3 separate regions of the Mus musculus genome follow, and all the other regions are linked to region 3. Evidence: chromatin contacts called from public targeted proximity ligation data. All regions are on one chromosome and are shown on one strand. The core of a region is the stretch at or near the end of the contact, and the rest is flanking DNA. Distances in the headings are between cores, read along the strand shown. Region 1 overlaps Bad (BCL2-associated agonist of cell death). Region 2 holds the start of Kcnk4 (potassium channel, subfamily K, member 4). Region 3 has its middle 78 kb from the start of Gm32245.

The links.
Region 1: a contact with region 3 is called in a targeted proximity ligation map of embryonic stem cells, with 2.5 times the contacts expected there. A contact is called at or near these places in 8 of 39 promoter capture datasets (the C10 cell line, cranial neural crest, embryonic stem cells and 3 more) and 9 of 130 datasets of targeted methods (bone marrow-derived macrophages, embryonic stem cells, large pre-B cells and 3 more).
Region 2: a contact with region 3 is called in a targeted proximity ligation map of embryonic stem cells, with 43 read pairs. A contact is called at or near these places in 21 of 39 promoter capture datasets (the 3T3-L1 cell line, 3T3-L1-derived adipocytes, the C10 cell line and 11 more), 18 of 484 Hi-C or Micro-C datasets (B cells, the G1E-ER4 cell line, the HL-1 cell line and 4 more), 17 of 130 datasets of targeted methods (the SCID.adh cell line, bone marrow-derived macrophages, embryonic stem cells and 5 more) and 3 of 9 other capture datasets (adipose tissue, liver and macrophages).

What each region holds. Positions count from the first base shown.
Region 1 is chr19:6,950,273-6,953,495 of GRCm38.p6, forward strand. It overlaps Bad (BCL2-associated agonist of cell death), which reads left to right. Exons shown (of 4, transcript NM_001285453.1): 3 at 368-558; 4 at 1,127-1,633. The coding sequence ends at 1,252. Among named protein-coding and RNA genes, the nearest start is that of Bad, 9.3 kb to the left of the region's middle.
Region 2 is chr19:6,932,766-6,935,794 of GRCm38.p6, forward strand. It overlaps Kcnk4 (potassium channel, subfamily K, member 4), which reads right to left and starts at 1,750. Exons shown (of 7, transcript NM_008431.3): 1 at 1,583-1,750; 2 at 1-203. The coding sequence starts at 126.
Region 3 is chr19:6,643,719-6,646,946 of GRCm38.p6, forward strand. No RefSeq gene overlaps it. Among named protein-coding and RNA genes, the nearest start is that of Gm32245, 78 kb to the left of the region's middle.

The DNA.
Region 1 (3,223 bases), core at 74-2,573, 310 kb after region 3:
AGTCTCAGAAAAATAAAACGGATGAGTGATGACAGTTCTTGACACTGTCTCACAAGGAAGGCACAATAGGGGACGCAGACCATTGTTTTCCAAGACCCCTGCAAAGACACAGCAAGACACCTCTCTATGTAAGGGTTGCTATGAGACCATGTGATAGTTATAGCTTATGTCCGTATTTTATGAAAGACACTGTAAACTTTTTGTACACTAAAGACTTCATTACATGCACTGTACTAGGATTTGTGGAAGTTAACCGATTTCTCACAAAAGCCCTCCGAGTTCTCTGCATTCACAAAGGAGGGACTAAGGCTGTGGAACAGATAACAGGCCAGAGAGTCACACCTCTTCCACTCCCTGACCTCTGCAGGCGCAGGGGCTATGGAGACTCGGAGTCGCCACAGTTCGTACCCAGCGGGGACCGAGGAGGATGAAGGGATGGAGGAGGAGCTTAGCCCTTTTCGAGGACGCTCGCGTTCGGCTCCCCCCAATCTCTGGGCAGCGCAGCGCTACGGCCGTGAGCTCCGAAGGATGAGCGATGAGTTTGAGGGTTCCTTCAAGGTGAGCGCCAGCGTTAGGTGCGATGGGACCTGAACCCTCAGCTGCTACCCCTCCTTTGATCTAGGGCATGTCGGGATTTCTAGTTTCAGAGCCACCAATTTTCCCTTTTGTGTTGTAGAGCATGCTGGGACTTGCAGTTCTAATCCGTCCTCTCTCAGTGTCCAGTGATTTGCTGGGATTTCCTCCCTCTTCCTCCTTTGTCCAAGACCCCGTCCCCAGTCCCGGTTTATGCCTTCACCTGTAATCGAGAGCTCTTACAGCCGGACCGCTATGAGAACCGAAATCTGTAGTACAGACCAACTTCACACCAAAGTTTCTGAACCGCCAGGTTCATAGAGTACGAGGCTTGCTGGCATCTGAGCCTCTCCCCAACTTCTTAAGCTACTTTAAATTGTTGAGTTCTTCCCCATCCTCTAAACACTAGATCTCTGGCTGTGCAGTTTCATTTAGGATCCCGGCACACGCATCATCCCGTGTCTCTGACCGCCCAGTGCAGAGCAAGCTGGTGGTGGGGACCTGATTCGGGATGCCAGAATGAGGCTCACTCTTTCCTCCTCCTTCCCTGAAGGGACTTCCTCGCCCAAAGAGCGCAGGCACTGCAACACAGATGCGACAAAGCGCCGGCTGGACGCGCATTATCCAGTCCTGGTGGGATCGAAACTTGGGCAAAGGAGGCTCCACCCCCTCCCAGTGATCTTCTGCTCCACATCCCGGAACTCTACCCGCTCCCGTCGCCCGCCATATTGGGTGTGGGCGGAAGTCTTTCGAGGCCTTAGGAAAAAAAAAGAGGATCGCTGTGTCCCTTTAACAGGGAGAAGAGCTGACGTACAGCTTGAGTCCCTTCCGGTGCGTGCAATAGCCACGGAGGGGTGGCTCCTGTTTGGAGTTTCAAAGTTTTCCACGCACCCCACCCCCTAAGCCTCCGGAAGTGGCTGTTTTCCCTCTCCTGTTCTGGACTGCCCTCGGGTGCCTGTGCTAAGTTGGGGGTCTGGGTGCTGTCCTGTCATAACTGGGGACCCGAGGTCGCGAGAAACGTGCTTTATAATAAAGCCTGCGCATGTGCCGCCGCGCCTCTATCCTTCGTTTGGGGTTCCGCAATCCGGATCTCTATCCCTGATAGTTTTAAGAGAGACTCGTTTTACCGGAGGAAGAAACAAGCTCTAAGGACTGAGAGGAAGAAGAGGCAACCCGCGGAGTCGGGCTGCTTGGCTTGGGTGGGGAAGAGGAGCGTGGCTAGACCCTTGGGACTGCCAGCCCCTTATCTCTAATATGGTAATTGGGAGCCGCAGTCCAACCGGCCGCCGGAATTTAGCGTTCTGCAAACCATGTCGCGGCTCCCGGGGGGCAGGCGGGAGGGGGGTCATTTGCTCCTATTTGGGTCAGTCCTTGTGAGCAGCTACTGTTTGACCGGCCTGGGGCCAGCGCAGCTCAGGGACCTGGCAAGACACGTGGGGCGGGGCGGCGCGGGGCGGCAGACTGATCGCTAGGGAACGTAGAAGCTTCTCACAGGGACCTGGAGCAGGGCCCAGAGCTCCGTTCAGAGATTTATTGGCGCCCCATAGCCCAGGCTAGTGCTTTGCGCTGGATATGCAGATAAGTTGCGCCACAACTCTTTGCTTCCCGGAACATGGGAGGGGGTGGCCCCACAACAGGGCCTCAAGGAGTAGGTCAGACTTGAAGGTGAGGCTATGTCTGGAACTGACACTCTCTGCAGATGGACACACCAGGATCTTGGGACTTAGTTTGTTTTTTGAGGGCCCAACCCACATGGAGTGTTTGGGAAAATGGAGGTCAGCCAGTCAGCGATATAGGACATGGGATCCGGAAAAGTGGCAGATCTGGAAACTTGACACGGACTGACTGACAGCTGAGGAAGGTGACTTGGGCAATGGCAGGAATCTCAGGGAGAGCTGAGGCCTTAGCCCTGGGAAGCCCAACCCAGGCCACCCAGTTTCTCTGGCTTTCCTACCCGATCTGTTTGCCTGGGGCTGCAACAAAAACAAAGCAAAGCAAACACTTCATTGGCAGGAGATAAGCCCAGATAAGAGGCTGCCTTCCTCCGAGGGGGGAGCAGCCAGTCCCCCACCGGCCAGGAAGCTAGGAGAGGCCTTGAAGGAGTGCCAGCCTGCCCCAGCTGCAGAGCTTGGCCCATTCTCTTGCCACAGGGTCTCTGGTGTTCCTGGCTGGTCCCAGGCTCAGAGCATGTCCTCCGGCTGGTGAAGGCCATATAGCACAGAGCTAACACGCAGGCCATCCTGCCTTCCAGCAGGTCTCCACTTAGCTATGGCCCAGTAAATGCATCTTCCATTCGGGGCCTGTTTCCATATCTGTAAAACAGGCAAAACATCTCCCTCATAGGGATGAGAGGGCCACAGGGCATCAGCAGAGTATCCTAGCCCTGCCAGCAATAGCCCTTAAGACTATCAAGTTCCTTTCTCTCTTAAGAGCTATGGACCCTTCCCACTAATCTGAAAATTCAGCTTCAATCCTTAGTGGGGCCCTCAGCAGCCCTGGTAGAAGATGCTGGGTGCTTGGGTCATATCAGGCAACAGGAAGGGGTGGGGAGTAGGGAAGGCTTCCTAAAGCAGGGTCTGAGCCTGAACAAAGAGAGATGGGGAAAGGCTGAGGGAAAAGAGATTAATGGGTTTGGGAAACTTAGGGGCTC
Region 2 (3,029 bases), core at 500-2,999, 290 kb after region 3:
GCCATGATCCATTTTCTTCTGAGCCTGCTGCTCGTGAGGCTGCTCCAGAGCCTGGAACACTAGAGCCCCAGATACCAAGTAAAGCAGCACCAGTGCCAGCAGAGCCAGGAGTGTGGTGCTGCGCATGGTCCTTCCAGAGGCAGGTCCAGCTCCACTTCCTGCCTGGGAAGAAGGAGCAGGGAGCTCCTGGGGAGCAGTGGTCACTGCAGGCCAAACCAAGGATTATGGGGTCACGAAGAGATCCATACATCCACACCCTCCTTCTCTAGATTAGACTCCCCAAAGTTTTTGAGCCCCTAGCTTTATTATCCATAGATGTAACCCCCACACAGCCTCTGGTTCCAGGTACTAACACCTAGGCCCCCACCTCCAGCCTCCCTCTTACCTCCGGAGCCTAGCCATCAGGAGAGTGGGATAAAGAAGAAAACACTAAGCCAGGCAGGGTGAGTGAGAAAATGGGGGACTTGTGAGGCATTAGGGTGCCTGCCTTGGAGAAGACCAAAGGAAGACTAGGGAGTTCCAGGGGAAATAGGAAGAGGCTGGAGCCTGCAGAACTGGAGACAGGAATAGCAGGTCCATACTTGGCTCTCTCAGTGCGGCTGTGGCAGCCTCCTCAGATGCATCTGTCCCCTCCTGCCTTCCAGCCTAGCAGGGATCAACCGGGCGGGGATCTTCCAGGGTCCCCACCCGCCCGCTGGGCTTTCGAGGAACCCCAAGGCGGATCTGGCTGCAGGGTATAGGCAAGGCCCAGAGCCAGGGAAAGGAAAAGTGGGCACAAAGTTCCCAGAAGAAGCAAGGCACAGGGTGGGAAGGGCAGCACGGATACAGCAGCCCACGGGACAGCTGTCACTTAGGGGGCAGCGGGAGATGGCAGGCACACACACACATACATATACACAGTCTGCTACATGTGCCACAAAGATCTTTGAGCCACATTCCATTCTGCAGCTCTAGCCGCGCGCTGCCCAGGCTGCAGGCATAGCACTGCACCACGCTCCGGCAGACCCTGGCACAACTAACCACCATGGGCGTGCCCGCAGGGCCGAGCTACCCTAGAGGTCCACGCGCACGAATGCGCGCGCTCGCGTACACACACACACAGATACACACACGGAACCCGTGTGACACCGCACGCCAGCCGCTTGCTCCCACCACCTCCCCCGCGTCCTTACGCCGACGCCTCCGAGCGTGACCGGCGACGGGACGCACGGTCACACCACTCGAGGAAGGCATCCACGCGCGGGAAGTGTCCCGCCCTGCCGGTTTCTCCCAGCTCCCAGGGCCTGAGATCCAGCCCACATTCCCGCGCCTGCTCCGCACTTACTGTCTGCCCACTCTGTGGCTGCGGCTTTGGCTGCGGCCAGGTCTCCCGCGCCGCCTCGAGGGTGTGCGGGCTGAGCCAAGGAGGTGCCGGCGGCAGCCCAGAGACCGAGCCGCCGGCGGCCGTCTGACTAGGACCCCCCTCCTCCCGCCCTCAAAAGCCCCCTCCTTGGGAGCTTAACCCTACCAGAGCTGCGTCTCCCTACGTGCCGCACCCTCGCCACCGGCTCTCGCCACCAACCGCCTTGAACCCAGCCCTTACCTGCACCTGCAGCCTCTGGGCTCCCCAATGCTGTCTTGTCCAGGCCAGTGAGTGGCAGAAGACTCAGAGAAGGGTCGACGTGAAGTCCAACCTTCCAGGCTGGGATTGGGGCCCCAACGCTGCCCTAACCTGGACATCAGCTGGCCCGGGGCTCAGGACAGCCGCCACACTCATCTCCTGGAATCTTCTAGGTCTATTACTGGACTGGGAAGAGCCTTCGTTTCTCCGCCCATGAGGATAGTCTGGGCCTTGGGCTCAGCACTTGTGAGGGAGAGGCCCCCAGGGAGAAGAGGGTATGTGGGGGTGGAAGACGGGGAGCTCTCTTTGAGGCCACCTGGATTTAACCAGCTGAATGGGTTGGGTCCTAGTTCTAGGAAGTCACTGATAGAGCACCTCTTGCTCAGGCTGCATTCCCATCTCTGATCCTCCAGGCCCTGGGGTCACCCCCCCCCCCCAACCATCTGCTGCCTGACAATTCCAGCAGAAAGAGTGCTAGCATTTTCTGAACAGCTAAAGCCGGGTCCTCTTCTGTCTTTATCCTTCTTTCTTCTTCTTTATATCCTTTTTTTTTTTTTTTTTTTTTTGGTTTCTCGAGACATTTCTTTACTGATTTCCACAAAATCTCTCCTGTAGCGTTCAGAGATCCCATGCTATTGTGGTCAGTACTTTTGTTGTTGGGATGTTTTGCTTTGTTTTGAGACAGGGTTTCTCTGTGTACTCCTGGCTGTCTTGTAGACTAGGATGGTCTCAAATTCAGAGATCCACCTGCTTTGCCTCCAGAGTGCTGGGATTAAAGGTGTGCCCTACCATTACTGGGTTTTGTGGTAATTGTCAGTATGTTTAAGTGACCACCCAGATGATAGGGGGTCAGGGTGAGTTACCAAACTCCCTAGTTCCCACTTACAGTAAAAGGGTGATTACTTAACTCTGGGTGCTGATTTTGAGTATTTAGGAAGTCAGTATTTGGGGGCTGGAGAGATGGCTCCGTCTTTAAGAGCACTGGCTCTTCTTCCAGAAGACCAGAGTTCAGTTCCCAGCACCCACTACTGTCTGGGACACCCTCACACAGACATACATGTAGGCAAACCACCAATGCCTGTGCACACATACAAAGTCAGTGGTTTTTACTTTGGTTCTTTCTCTTTTTTTCGTTGTTATTTGTTTGTTTTTGGAGCCTTAGCTGTCCTGAAACTTGCTCTCTAGTTCAGGCTGACCTCAAATTCACAGAGACCCACCTTTCTCTGCCCCTCAAATGCTGAATTAAGGGCATGAACCACCACTGCCCAGCTGAGGTCAGCGTTTATAAATGCTTAAAGCCTAGCACACAGAATTAAGTGCCCTAAAAATGTTAGCAATTCTGCTTCCATCCGAAAGTGATTGTCCAGCTTACTGCTGAAGTCTGAGCCTCTGCTGTTCTCTCTGGAGACCTTGTAGACCTGGCTCCAGG
Region 3 (3,228 bases), core at 138-2,637:
GCTGCTCAGGCTTGGTCAGGAAAGCTCCTCTCTGCAGTGGGCAGCAGTTACTGCAGAGACTCAGATCTAGTCAGAGAGTGGAGACTAAGTGACTGCTGAGGGCTCAGTCCTAAATTAACACAGCATAAAAAACAAACAAATGAAAAAACAGCTGTAGCAATTTCACCTCCAAAGAGCACTGTGAGTGGGGAAGACTGTAGAAGCCGGCGGATGGACCGGCTCTGGGAAGCGCTTTCCTCTGGACAGGACTCGCCCAGCCACTCAGGCACTCCTGCTCTGCTCACTGCACACGATCAAGCCACAATGATCAGTCTGTGACTTAGTGGGGAAAGGAAGGGAGGAAGGGAACAGGCTGAGGGAGAACTCCAGGGTGGAAGAATTGGGGAATGGGGAAGACCAAGTTACACTATATACAATGTACAAAATTTTCAAAGAATAAATAAAATATTCAAACCCTGTATGAAATATTCTAGAAAATAACTTCAGCTTGTGTGTGTATGACACATGCTGACACACACATAAATTCCCCATTTAGACTTGGGTTCTGGTCGTTCCCAAAATACTTCATTGTTATACACAAATATCCCATAAGTCCAAAATCCAAACCACTTCCTGTCCAGGAATTTCTGATCTGGGATACACAGCTATATGAACAACAAAATGCAATTAAAATCTTTATATTCAATAGATGCTGTTCTGGCTAGACTTGTGTCAACTTGACACAAACTAGAGTCATCTGAAAGGAGGGAACCTCAGTTGAGAAAATGCCTTCATAAGATCCAGGTGCAAGGCAATTTCTTAATACTTAATTACTACCAAATTACTTAATCACTATTGATGGGGAAGGCCCAGCCCTTGGTGGGTGGCCCTATTCCTAGGCAGGTGGTCCTGGATTCTGAGAGAGAGAGAGAGAGAGAGAGAGAGAGAGAGAGACAGAGAGAGAGAGAGAGAGACAGAGAGAGAGAGAGACAGAGAGAGAGAATATGTGAGCACGCTTATGGGTGAACATTTGTATGCAGGTACACATGTGTGTGAAGGTCAGAGGCTAACCTCATGTGCTCTTCCTCAAGGGTTGTTCACTTGTTTTTGGAGGCAGGGCCTCCCACGGGGACCCAGGACTCTCCAAGGGGCTTTGGCATATAAATTTAGAGGTAATATAGACTTCATACAATTGCTTGTTGTGGCGTGGTACAAGGCAAAGCAACCTGGCAGACACTCCCAGACTACCTAAGCAGGAGTGAAGTCTTGGGACTAAAGTCAGCGCCATTTGACCCGCTTGCTGCAGACAGAATTTAAGTATCACCTGCCAATAAAAAGCCGCTAGCCAATGAGCTGAAGCAGGAAATGGGAGGTGGGACACTGGCAGGAAGAGAGAGGATTCTGGGAAATAGTAAGGGATAAGAGAGACTGCGAGCTGGGAGAGAGGGCCAAGAAGGCCCAGCAGGCATATGAACTCAGGGAGACGCTGAGGAAGATCCTGAGGAGACTCAAAAAAGCAGGCCTGTACTAAGACAGGTAACTAACCAGGTGGTAGGCATAGAGAAGTTTGAATAGTTAAATAAGTCATGAGCTAGTAAGGGAATGAGCCAAAGCTATGGCCAGCACATTTAATAATAAATAATTAGTCTCAGAGTCATCATCCCGGAACTGGGAAAAGAAAAAACAGATTTTTAAAATCATTGTTACAACTTGCAGAGGTGACATTCTGTAACGTAGCCCCCAGCACCTAGCCACGGTTGGGGACCTAAGATCAGGCCGTCAACAGACGTCTTCTTTTATGTCTGTTTCTGTTTTAGAAACTCCACATTTGAAATTTGACTCATTGACACTGAACTTCAGACAACAGTCGTGTTATTCATGTCTGGAGGAAGACGGAAGGCAGAGCATTGTGTTCCCGGGGGTGCACAGCAGGCTGGAGCGGAGTTCACATGGGGATCATTTTAAACAGTAAAGTCACCAACACACACACGCACACCCCCGAGGGGATTCAGGAGGTGGCTCCGTGGGTAAGGTTCTTGCTTTGAATGCATGAACACTGGAAATCGGATCCCCAGGCAGAAGTCAGGGAATCCCTGAAGCAAGCTGGCTGCTAGAATTGGCAAGCTCAGGGTGCAGTGAGAGACCCCTGCTGACTCCTGAGGTTGACTTCTAGTCTTCCATATTTATGCATGCACATATCCTAAATATGTGTGTGGGGATGGGGTGGGTGAGATGCTGTGTGTGTGTGTGTGTGTGTGTGTGTGTGTGTGAGTGTGTGTGTGTGAGCCCTCCAGAGCATGCTCATCTCAGCTTGGGCAAAGCTGGGCTGAGACAGTACTAGCTCAATTCTTTTCTCTGAGCAAAGCTTTCCTTCTAACAGGTGACCTTCGATCTCAGGTCTCATTCTTCGATTTTCTCTCTAATGAGAAAAGCAATAAAAAGTAGACCAAAGTTCACCCCCTGGGACCTGTGTTATGCACGTTCAAGAGCAAAAGCATGGGTGCAGATCCCCAAGTGCTCGGGGGGTTGGGGGGTTCACTGGGGGTCACCGTGCCCTAGTGCAGGGCAGAGAGGGTTCGCCACCAGGGCCTTCATCCCACCTTCACTGCTATTGCAGGTGGAGGGTGGATGAACCCAGAGCTTTGTCCCCATGGCTCCCAGTCCCTCCCTCCTGGGATTCTTCTTTGCCAGTTCCTCAAAGCAAGACCAGATACAAAATCCACTGCAAATGGAGGCACAGAACCCCGTCTCCAGAGTGTCTTGTCTTTGGTGAGCCCTAACTTGAGAGAACCCCCACCGCCACAGATGTTTGCCCATGGGGCCCTCAGCCCTTCACATTAGCTTTCTTATGAAGAACTGTGGAGAATCTTGGTAACTAGAATCTTCTCTGTTACAGCCAGATTGAAGCCAAAACTAAACAGCACAAAGGACTCCTGAGGCCCCTCCCCTCCCTGAGGACCTACTGGTGGCTAATGGTTGGGCAGAGTGGTCATTTTCTCTAGTGTTTCAGCCACTAGTGGGTTGTACATGGTCCATTAAGTAACCTCCCACCCTTGCTCCTGTGATGAAGCCCAGTGGGTCACACAAAAACCAAGTTAAATTTAAAGCATTTCAAAGGAGCCGGTGAGAGAAGTCCACATGTAAAGTTATTTCCACATAAGCCTGACAAGAATTCAACCCCCAGAACCCACACAAGGCCGAGAGAGCACAGCTGTTCACATCTGTAATCCCAGCTTTCCAAGGGGAGGT